2 separate regions of the Capra hircus genome follow, and region 1 is linked to region 2. A link is a contact called in public Hi-C data. All regions are on one chromosome and are shown on one strand. Each heading gives the region's core, a stretch centred on a gene start, on an enhancer-like site or on the middle of the called end of the contact. The rest is flanking DNA. Distances are from core to core; before and after follow the strand shown.

What was found. A called contact is a pair of places that touch in the nucleus more often than the background predicts.
Region 1: a contact with region 2 is called in a Hi-C map of blood, with 2.9 times the contacts expected there. The contact joins the enhancer-like site here to the promoter of MSH3 in region 2. A contact is called at or near these places in 2 of 5 Hi-C or Micro-C datasets (both in blood).

The regions. Positions count from the first base shown.
Region 1 is chr7:30,054,793-30,059,018 of ARS1.2, reverse strand. It overlaps RARS (arginine--tRNA ligase, cytoplasmic), which reads left to right. Exons shown (of 15, transcript XM_005683378.3): 6 at 2,145-2,266; 7 at 3,878-3,998. It also overlaps the pseudogene LOC102170512. Among named protein-coding and RNA genes, the nearest start is that of RARS, 8.9 kb to the left of the region's middle. Within about 2 kb of position 1,483, at least 1 of the 5 cell types and tissues checked has an H3K27ac peak or open chromatin away from gene starts, as enhancers often do.
Region 2 is chr7:29,813,764-29,818,025 of ARS1.2, reverse strand. It overlaps MSH3 (DNA mismatch repair protein Msh3), which reads left to right and starts at 2,045. Exons shown (of 24, transcript XM_018050063.1): 1 at 2,045-2,336; 2 at 4,074-4,194. The coding sequence starts at 2,133. DHFR (dihydrofolate reductase) reads right to left here and starts at 1,981. Exons shown (of 5, transcript XM_018050064.1): 1 at 1,779-1,981.

The DNA.
Region 1 (4,226 bases), core at 234-2,733, 240 kb before region 2:
CGCCAGGCCTCTCTGTCCATCACCAACTCCCAGAGTTCACTCAGACTCATGTCCATCGAGTCAGTGATGCCATCCAGCCATCTCATCCTCTGTCGTCCCCTTCTCCTCCTGCCCCCAATCCCTCCCAGTATCAGAGTCTTTTCCGATGAGTCAACTCTTCGCATGAAGTGGCCAAAGTACTGGAATTCCAGCTTTAGCATCATTCCTTCCAAAGAAATCCCAGGGCTGATCTCCTTCAGAATGGACTGGTTGGATCTCCTTGTAGTCCAAGGGACTCTCAAGAGTCTTCTCCAATACCACAGTTCAAAAGCATCAATTCTTCGGCACTCAGCCTTCTTCACAGTCCAACTCTCACATCCATACATGACTACTGGAAAAACCATAGCCTTGACTAGATGGACCTTAGTCGGCAAAGTAATGTCTCTGCTTTTGAATATGCTATCTAGGTTGGTCATAACTTTTCTTCCAAGGAGTAAGCGTCTTTTAATTTCATGACTGCAGTCACCATCTGCAGTGATTTTGGAGCCCCCAAAAATAAAGTCTGACACTGTTTCCACTGTTTCCCCATCTATTTCCCATGAAATGATGGGACCGGATGCCATGATCTTGGTTTTCTGAATGTTGAGCTTTAAGCCAACTTTTTCACTCTCCTCTTTCACTTTCATCAAGAGGCTTTTTAGTTCCTCTTCACTTTGTGCCATAAGGGTGGTGTCATCTGCATATCTGGAGTTATTGATATTTCTCCCGGCAATCTTGATTCCAGCTTGTGTTTCTTCCAGTCCAGCGTTTCTCATGATATACTCTGCATAGAAGTTAAATAAGCAGGGTGACAATATACAGCCTTGACGTGCTCCTTTTCCTATTTGGAAGCAGTCTGTCGTTCCATGTCCAGTTCTAACTGTTGCTTCCTGACCTACATACAGATTTCTCAAGAGGAGGTCAGGTGGTCTGGTATTCCCATCTCTTGAAGAACTTTCCACAGTTTATTGTGATCCACACAGTCAAAGGCTTTGGCATAGTCAATAAAGCAGAAATAGATGTTTTTCTGGAACTCTCTTGCTTTTTCCATGATTCAGCAGATGTTGGCAATTTGATCTCTGGTTCCTCTGCCTTTTCTAAAACCAGCTTGAACATTAGGAAGTTCACGTTCAAAAATTGCTGAAGCCTGGCTTGGAGAATTTTGAGCATTACTTAAGTCCCCCTTCCCCTGGGTCTTTTTTTTTTTTTTTTTTTTTTTCCGGTTTTCCCACTTGAGTTTGATTTGGGTAGACCGGGGGACAGCGAGGGCCTGCACCTAAAAGAAGGTGTTGGGCCTCTTGGTGGCGAAGCATGGCTTGTGCTGGCGACAGAGGGCCTGGTGCAGCAGTGGGAACCTGATCTTAGAGTCTTGGAACTGCTTGACCGCCGGTTGGCGGCACTTGCTGGCTGCCATCTCCTCCGCCTTCACGATCTGGATTGAGTGGGCCCGGGCTCGGTGCCAGTGCCCATGTCCTGGTAGCTGTGGGTGACGGCGCCAGCTGTGGTCAGGCCCCAGCACTCCCGGCTGTGGGTGTCACTGTGCGAGTCACAGTGCAGCAGATGCTGGAGTTCTTCACCCACAGGGGAGGTTTCTCGAACACCTGTCCACAGTAGACCATTTCCCCCAAGGATTTCTTCATCGTCTTCAGTGGAGACACAAAAGTACCAGAAGCGGGACTTGGCAACAGCGTGATTAGATGCAAAAATTCTCATACGATAGAGGGGCAGCATACGGTGTTTGGGGGTCGGCAGGCAGCACCCCACCATGTTATATTCGCAAAGGGTCCCTGAGGCCTTCATGGCACTCTGCCCCCTATCGCCACCAATCCCAGAAAGGCTCCCCTGGGTCTTAATTGCTATGTGATTTTTGTTTTCATTCCCCAAGGCATTTGAGGTAGCCAGCTGTTATTTATGAGTTGTCTCTGAAATAAAGAATAGATAACTTATTTAAACAGATTTGATTATTTTTCAATTAATGATGGACAAGTTCCATCAGAAATCCTAACAGTTGAATTACAATTCGAGTAATGTTTAAGCCTTGTTTATCATTAAATGTTATTAATGAATGTGTTACCAAAAGAAAATGTTTATACCCCTCTCTAAAAAATCTTTATTATTTATCTCAGGTTATAGTTGACTTTTCCTCTCCCAACATAGCTAAAGAGATGCATGTAGGCCACCTCCGGTCAACAATCATAGGCGAGAGTGTGTGCCGCCTCTTTGAGTTCGCAGGATATAACGTGCTGAGGTATGTACTCTTGCCTTTCTTTGAAGATTTCTATAGAAAAGAAAGTTATCACTAGAGAAAGAATCTTAAATCAGTGATTCTTAAGTGTCTGCTTCATAATCACCCATTAGGCTTTTAAATTATATCTGTGGCCCATCCTCTGGATTAACAGCTATTAAGACTTGGGGTGGGTGTTGAACCAAGGGGAAAACTCCCTCGTTTGTTGCACAGATATTCCTTGAGTGCCTTCTGTATACTGCTGCTGCTGCTAAGTCACTTCAGTCGTGTCCGACTCTGTGTGACCCCATAGACGGCAGCCCATCAGGCTCCCCTGTCCCTGGGATTCTCCAGGCAAGAGCACTGGAGTGGGTTGCCATTGCCTTCTCCAAAGCATGAAAGTGAAAAGTGAAAGTGAAGTCGCTCAGTCATGCCTGACTCTTAGCGACCCCATGGACTGCAGCCTACCAGGCTCCTCCACCCATGGGATTTTCCAGGCAAGAGTACTGGAGTGGAGTGCCATTGCCTTCTCCGTCCTGTATACTAGAAGTTTATATTTTAGTGAGAGAGGTAAGCAAGAAACAGATTGTACTGGACATTGTAGGCCATGGTAGGAAATTGCTGTTTTATTAAATGCAGTGGGAACCTTTTGGAGAGTCTTAGTAGGGCATATAATCTGATTAGAGATTGCCCTGGTTTCTTTGAATAAACTAGGCAAAAATGGGAAAAAGGACTATAGTAATTAATTAGAAGTCTGTTTTAATAATCCAGCTAAGAAATGATCTGATGGTTTGAGGTTAGATGAAAGCAGTGAGGATTGAGAAGTGATTGGATTGATACATTTTGAAGAATTTTGTCCATTGATATTTGGGAACTACTAAATTATACTGAAATAATTGGTTGAAAAGTTACATTTTCACAAAATTATGGTAATGACCAACATTGACCTGACTGCCACTCTCCCAGTTAACTATGCAATAAACAGATCATAGTCCATTCATAGGAACTTCATTCAGCAAATCCTGTAGACCAGGTGTTTGCAGGCTCATTACTGGGTATCTAATGACAAACATAGCAGACCTTGTCTTTGCCTCTCAGACCAGATGAGGAAACACCTCCATAAAAAGAACACTACTAAACGTGATGTGCTAGCACTTAATGTTTGTGGTTCCTAATGGAATTTCAGTTCAGTCACTCAGTCGTGTCCAACTCTTTGCAAGCAACCTCATGGACTGTAGCCTGACAGGCTTCCCTGTCTATGACCAACTCCTGGAGCTTGCTCAGACTCAAGTTCATTGAGTCGGTGATGCCATCCAACCATCTCCCCCTCTATCATCCCCTTCTCCCATCTTCAGTCCTTTCCCAGCATCAAAGTCTTTTCAAATGAATCAGTTCCTTGCATCAGGTGGCCAAAGTATTGGAGTTTAAGCTTGAGCATCAGTCCTTCCAATAAATATTCAGAACTGATTTCCTTTAGGATTGGCTGGTTTGATCTCCTTTCAGTCCAAGGGACTCTCGGGAGTCTTCTCCAACTCTACAGTTAAAAAGCATCAATTCTTTGGCACTCAGTCTTCTTTATAGTCCAGTTCATGTTTATCATTTTTAAGTGGTTTTATGTTCTGTGTTTGATATTAGATTAAACCATGTAGGAGATTGGGGAACCCAGTTTGGCATGCTCATAGCACACCTGCAAGATAAATTTCCAGATTACCTAACAGTTTCACCTCCCATTGGGGATCTTCAGGCTTTTTATAAGGTTTGGTGCCATTTATTTTGTATTCTTTGTGTGTCTATCAATTATCATACTTGCTTTCCTTAGGGAGTTTTAAATGGTATTTGAAGCTATTATGGGGTTAAATAAAAGTTGCTCCATTCTCTGTTCCTCAGTATAGCATGTTTGCTTTTATTGGTGGATGTTAAAAGTTTAAATCTACAGCATTACCCATTCTTATAGGAGTTTGTTGGTCAAAATAAATTTTAGTAT
Region 2 (4,262 bases), core at 796-3,295:
TATGCTTCTTTCAAGTATACTGCTTCTATAAAAACTTTACATATGTAGCTTCCATTTTTGTTTAATTACTTAGGAGGGAAAAACCTTGGGAGCTGCATATCTGGATCAAAGGAACATATACATTTCTGATTCTTGACATGTTCTGAGAGACTATCAAAGCAGTGCATGTGTCTGTTTTCTTGAAGAATCATCATTAGTTCGATTTTTTTCAAAACAAAAACATGAAATTTACAAACTGTAAAAAATTTTATTTTCCTCCAAGAATAAACACCCCCTCACCTGTAATTCAGAGAACCCTTATACAATATGCACTGTATTTTCAAGGACAGAACTTTATGTGTTCAATAAAGAGATTATCAACTATTAATGGAGCTAACAGGTGAGGAATTCTGATGAGGAAAATGGCACAGAGCTAACAACTAAGGTAGAAGTGATGAATGAAGGATGCAGGGAGACAGCCAAGACATCCTTGGTACCCTTTCATTCATTCATTCATCCAAGAAATACTATATTTACTGAAAACAAGCAAACAGGCAGAGGATGCTCTTATTAGCAGGCCATACTTAAGATTCTTGAGAGCGTTCATGTCAATCCTTTGCCTTAAAGCTCTTGCCATCTTGTCTCGACCAGTGATTCAAGGGCCAAATCCAAGGACCTTTTATCCCTGCCACTACAGTTATGCTGCATCTGCTCCTTTCTGATTTATGGTTGCCCTGTTTACGCTGCTCCTGCTCCTCCAATGAACAAAGATACACTCCTCTTAGGTTTTAAATGGTCCTATCCCTCATGCCCATATTCTTTTCCCTGGTTATCCTCTTCTTGCCAGTGGTTCAATTCACCTCGTTCCCTGGGCCTGAAGTTGTCTCGAATATCCTACAAGCACTTCAAAATCGTCATCATTAGAGCCGCTCACTATTCCCCATGTCACTCAGACTATCAAACTGGAAATGAGAGTTCATCCTTGCCTTACTGCACCACCTTCAACTTTCGGATCTCCAAATCGAGCATCTTGTAACCCTTTTTTGCCCTTTGTCCTATCCACTGCCATTCAGACATCTTACAGCAGCAGCGATTTCAAAAGCCTCTTCCGTTCTCCTTTGCGAGCGCTGACCTCCACAGACGCCTTTACTTAGCTTCCAATTTTGCCCAATACCTGAATTGAATCCACATTAAATTTCAAATAAACTTTTTTTTTTTTAAGGAATGTTTAATGAGTCTTGGGAACTGTATACACATTGATGTTAAGACAAAAGGTCCAAGGCTAACATGAGAAACTTTTCACTAAGTAAAATTTGCACTGGTAAGCTTCCTCAGGCAAGACCTTTGGCAAACTTGAAGCACTTAAAAATGCCACATTACCTTCTTCTGAAGAGACTGTAGTCATTCTTTGGAAATACTTGAATTCATTCCTACAAGTTAAGAGAAACACGCAGTTCCTCAGAATGTGATCCCATGGGCTTAAGCTCTAAAGCCCCCCGACAAACGGGGCGCTGGTTGCGGGGTGGTGGTGAGGACTTTCAGGGCTGGGATTTTGCTCCCGGGGTAGGAGCCGGGAGTAAAGGTCTAGCCGGGCAGCTGGAGCGGGACGTAAATCAATAACTTGCCGCCAAGCTCCGGAAGCGGAATGAAGCCCAAGCCTAGCTCTCGCCAGCTCAGGTCACGAGACCGACCCCTCCTTCTCCCAGCGTCCGCGCGACGCGTCCCAGCTATCCCGATCAAGGGCCGTTGGCGCCAGCTTCCACTCTCGACCCATCCACCTCCCCGGGCTCAGCAGATACCTGAGTGGTGGCCAGGGCAGGTTCCCGTTCTTGCCGATGCCCATGTTCTGGGACACAGCGACGATGCAGTTTAGCGGACGAACCATGACAGCGGCAGGAAACACTTCCTAGCTAGCGGTGAACCGCGGTCTCCGCACAGCCAGCTTGGCGCGAAATTTCGGCCGCCCCGCCCCTCCAGCCCTATTTGTGTAGGCGAGACCGCACCCCCGTCCCGCCCCCCGCCCCGGCGCATCGCCGGGTCACGACGTGCTCGCGCCCGCAGACACTCTGGGAACTGCGGCCGCGGGCCCGCGCTCCCGGCTAGGCCCGGCTCTCGGGCTGTTGGCTCTCGGGCTGTTGACTCCCGGCCTTGCGATGTCGCGCCGGAAGCCGGCCTCCGGCGGCGCCGCTCCCGCCAACCCAGCGTCTGCAAGGCAGGCTGTTTTGAGCAGATTCTTCCAGTCTACGGGAAGCCTGAAATCCACCGCATCCCCAGCGGTTGCAGCCGAGAAGGCAGACCCTGACTCTGACTCCGCGGCGCCCCTAGCGTCCACGCTCCCGCCGCAGTTGCAGCCACACGTGGTGGGTTCGGTCCAGGACGGGGCGGGGCAATCGGGGAGAGGGGGCGGGGCCAGACGGGCGGAGGCTGCGCTTGTGGGTGGGGCGGGATGAGGCGGGGACTGTGCGCGAGAATCTGGCGAGGTGACTGGGCCAGACGGGAAAGGGGCAGGGCTCAGGAAGGAGGCGGTAGGAAGAGGTAGCCCCGCCTCCATCCTAGGTGCCCTTCGAACCGGGCTTCCCTTGTGGCTCAGCTGGTAAAGAATCTTCCTGCAATGCTGCCTGGGTTCGATCCCTGGGTTGGGAAGATCCCCTGGAGAAGGGAAAGGCTACCCACTCCAGTATTCTGGCCTGGAGAATTCCATGGAGAAGTCCATGGGGTCTCTCAGAGTCGGGCACGACTAAGCGACCTTCACTTCACACTTAAACTTGAGGTATTAGTTTTGAGGTTACGGTCACACCAACTCTTAATGGCAGCCCTGAGACACAAACTCAGGTCTCCTGACGCCCATTCTGATGAGTAGGGTCAGAGGATACCTCTTTTAATCTCCATTCTACCCGCCCGCCGCCCCCCCACCTTTTCTTTCCCCCCTGAATTAAGGGTTGAAGAAGAGCCTTGTTCATTTTAATCCCCATTCTACCCGCCCGCCCCGCCTTACCCCGGCCCCCCTCCCCCACGGCCCCCCGCCCCCCCTCCCCCGCCCCGGCCTGAATTGAGGGTTGAAGAAGAGCCTTGTTCATTTGTATTTGTTTAGTTAGGTAACTGGATGAAAACTGGCGTTAAAACAGCCTTGCCCAATGTTTCGGGTGATTACCAGTAAAAGTCATGATTTCTGTGCGGTTCCCTGGTGGCTGTACCTACCCCTTGTGGTTCAGATTATAAAGTCTGATACACGATATGAGTGGATAAAGTTTTTTGAGACGATACAGATGTGCTAGTCGTTGGGTCCTTCCTGTTGCTTGCCATCCTTTGAGTAAAATAGTTTTGTTGCGTTTTTGACCAGAAACACTGCCACAAAGGAAAACCTAAGGGTGAGCCCTCACTGGGGCTCCCTGGTACAGCATTTCTCGAACTGAAAATGTGGAAGGCAGTTGTAGATTGGCTTTTAAGTAACCCTCCAGGTTTTGAAGCAGGTGACAGCTTGGCTGCTTCAAAATTTTGTTCCCTTCATTTATATTTCTACTATAGAGGATTGTACCTCTCCTGTCTTTGTTTTTTGACCATAGTGTGCATTTCCATGAATTCACCAAGATTTTATTTTACACCTACTGTTTAGAGGTCATTTGGTAAAGGAGCTAAGTTTTTGACAGTTTTTCTGTCAGCATACAGTCCATAATCTTGTGGCATCTTCAGTGGTAAAACATAAGCCAAGTTTGAACATGAAAGACTTAAATTGCAATTAACATTTCAAAAATGATACCATTCTTTAATTATCTAAATATTAGTTTTTTTCTTGAAGGTACTCTATTTAACATAGGTAAGTAGTGTGATTCATAATCTGAGCAAGGGCAAGGCTGATTAAGTGAAGAAAAGTAGCAGCCTTGGTTCTAATTCTAGGACTGCTTGAGATGCCGAGGCTCGTGACCTGTCCTCCAGCTTATCTTTGATGATGGTAGAACAGTTCACCCATAGCTCTAAGTAGACAATTCTATGAAGGGTGGATGGCAAGAACCTGCTGTCATTCAGAAGTAAAGTTTAAATTATTTTGCGTACATCAAATTTTGAGATTAGAGGTGACACATCCTTTTCTAACATAGGTTGCAGAAATTGACAGAAGTAAAAAGAGAGCACTGGAGAGTGATGGGCCTGTTAAAAAGAAAGCGAGGAAAGTCCAAGAAAAGGAAGAAGGAAGTGACTCTGTAACGTCTGGAAACTCTGGTGAGTTCTGGGGCAGTTTTTCTTCGTTCTCACAAGTCATGGCTCTGATATTCTTGTGTTCTCCTGAG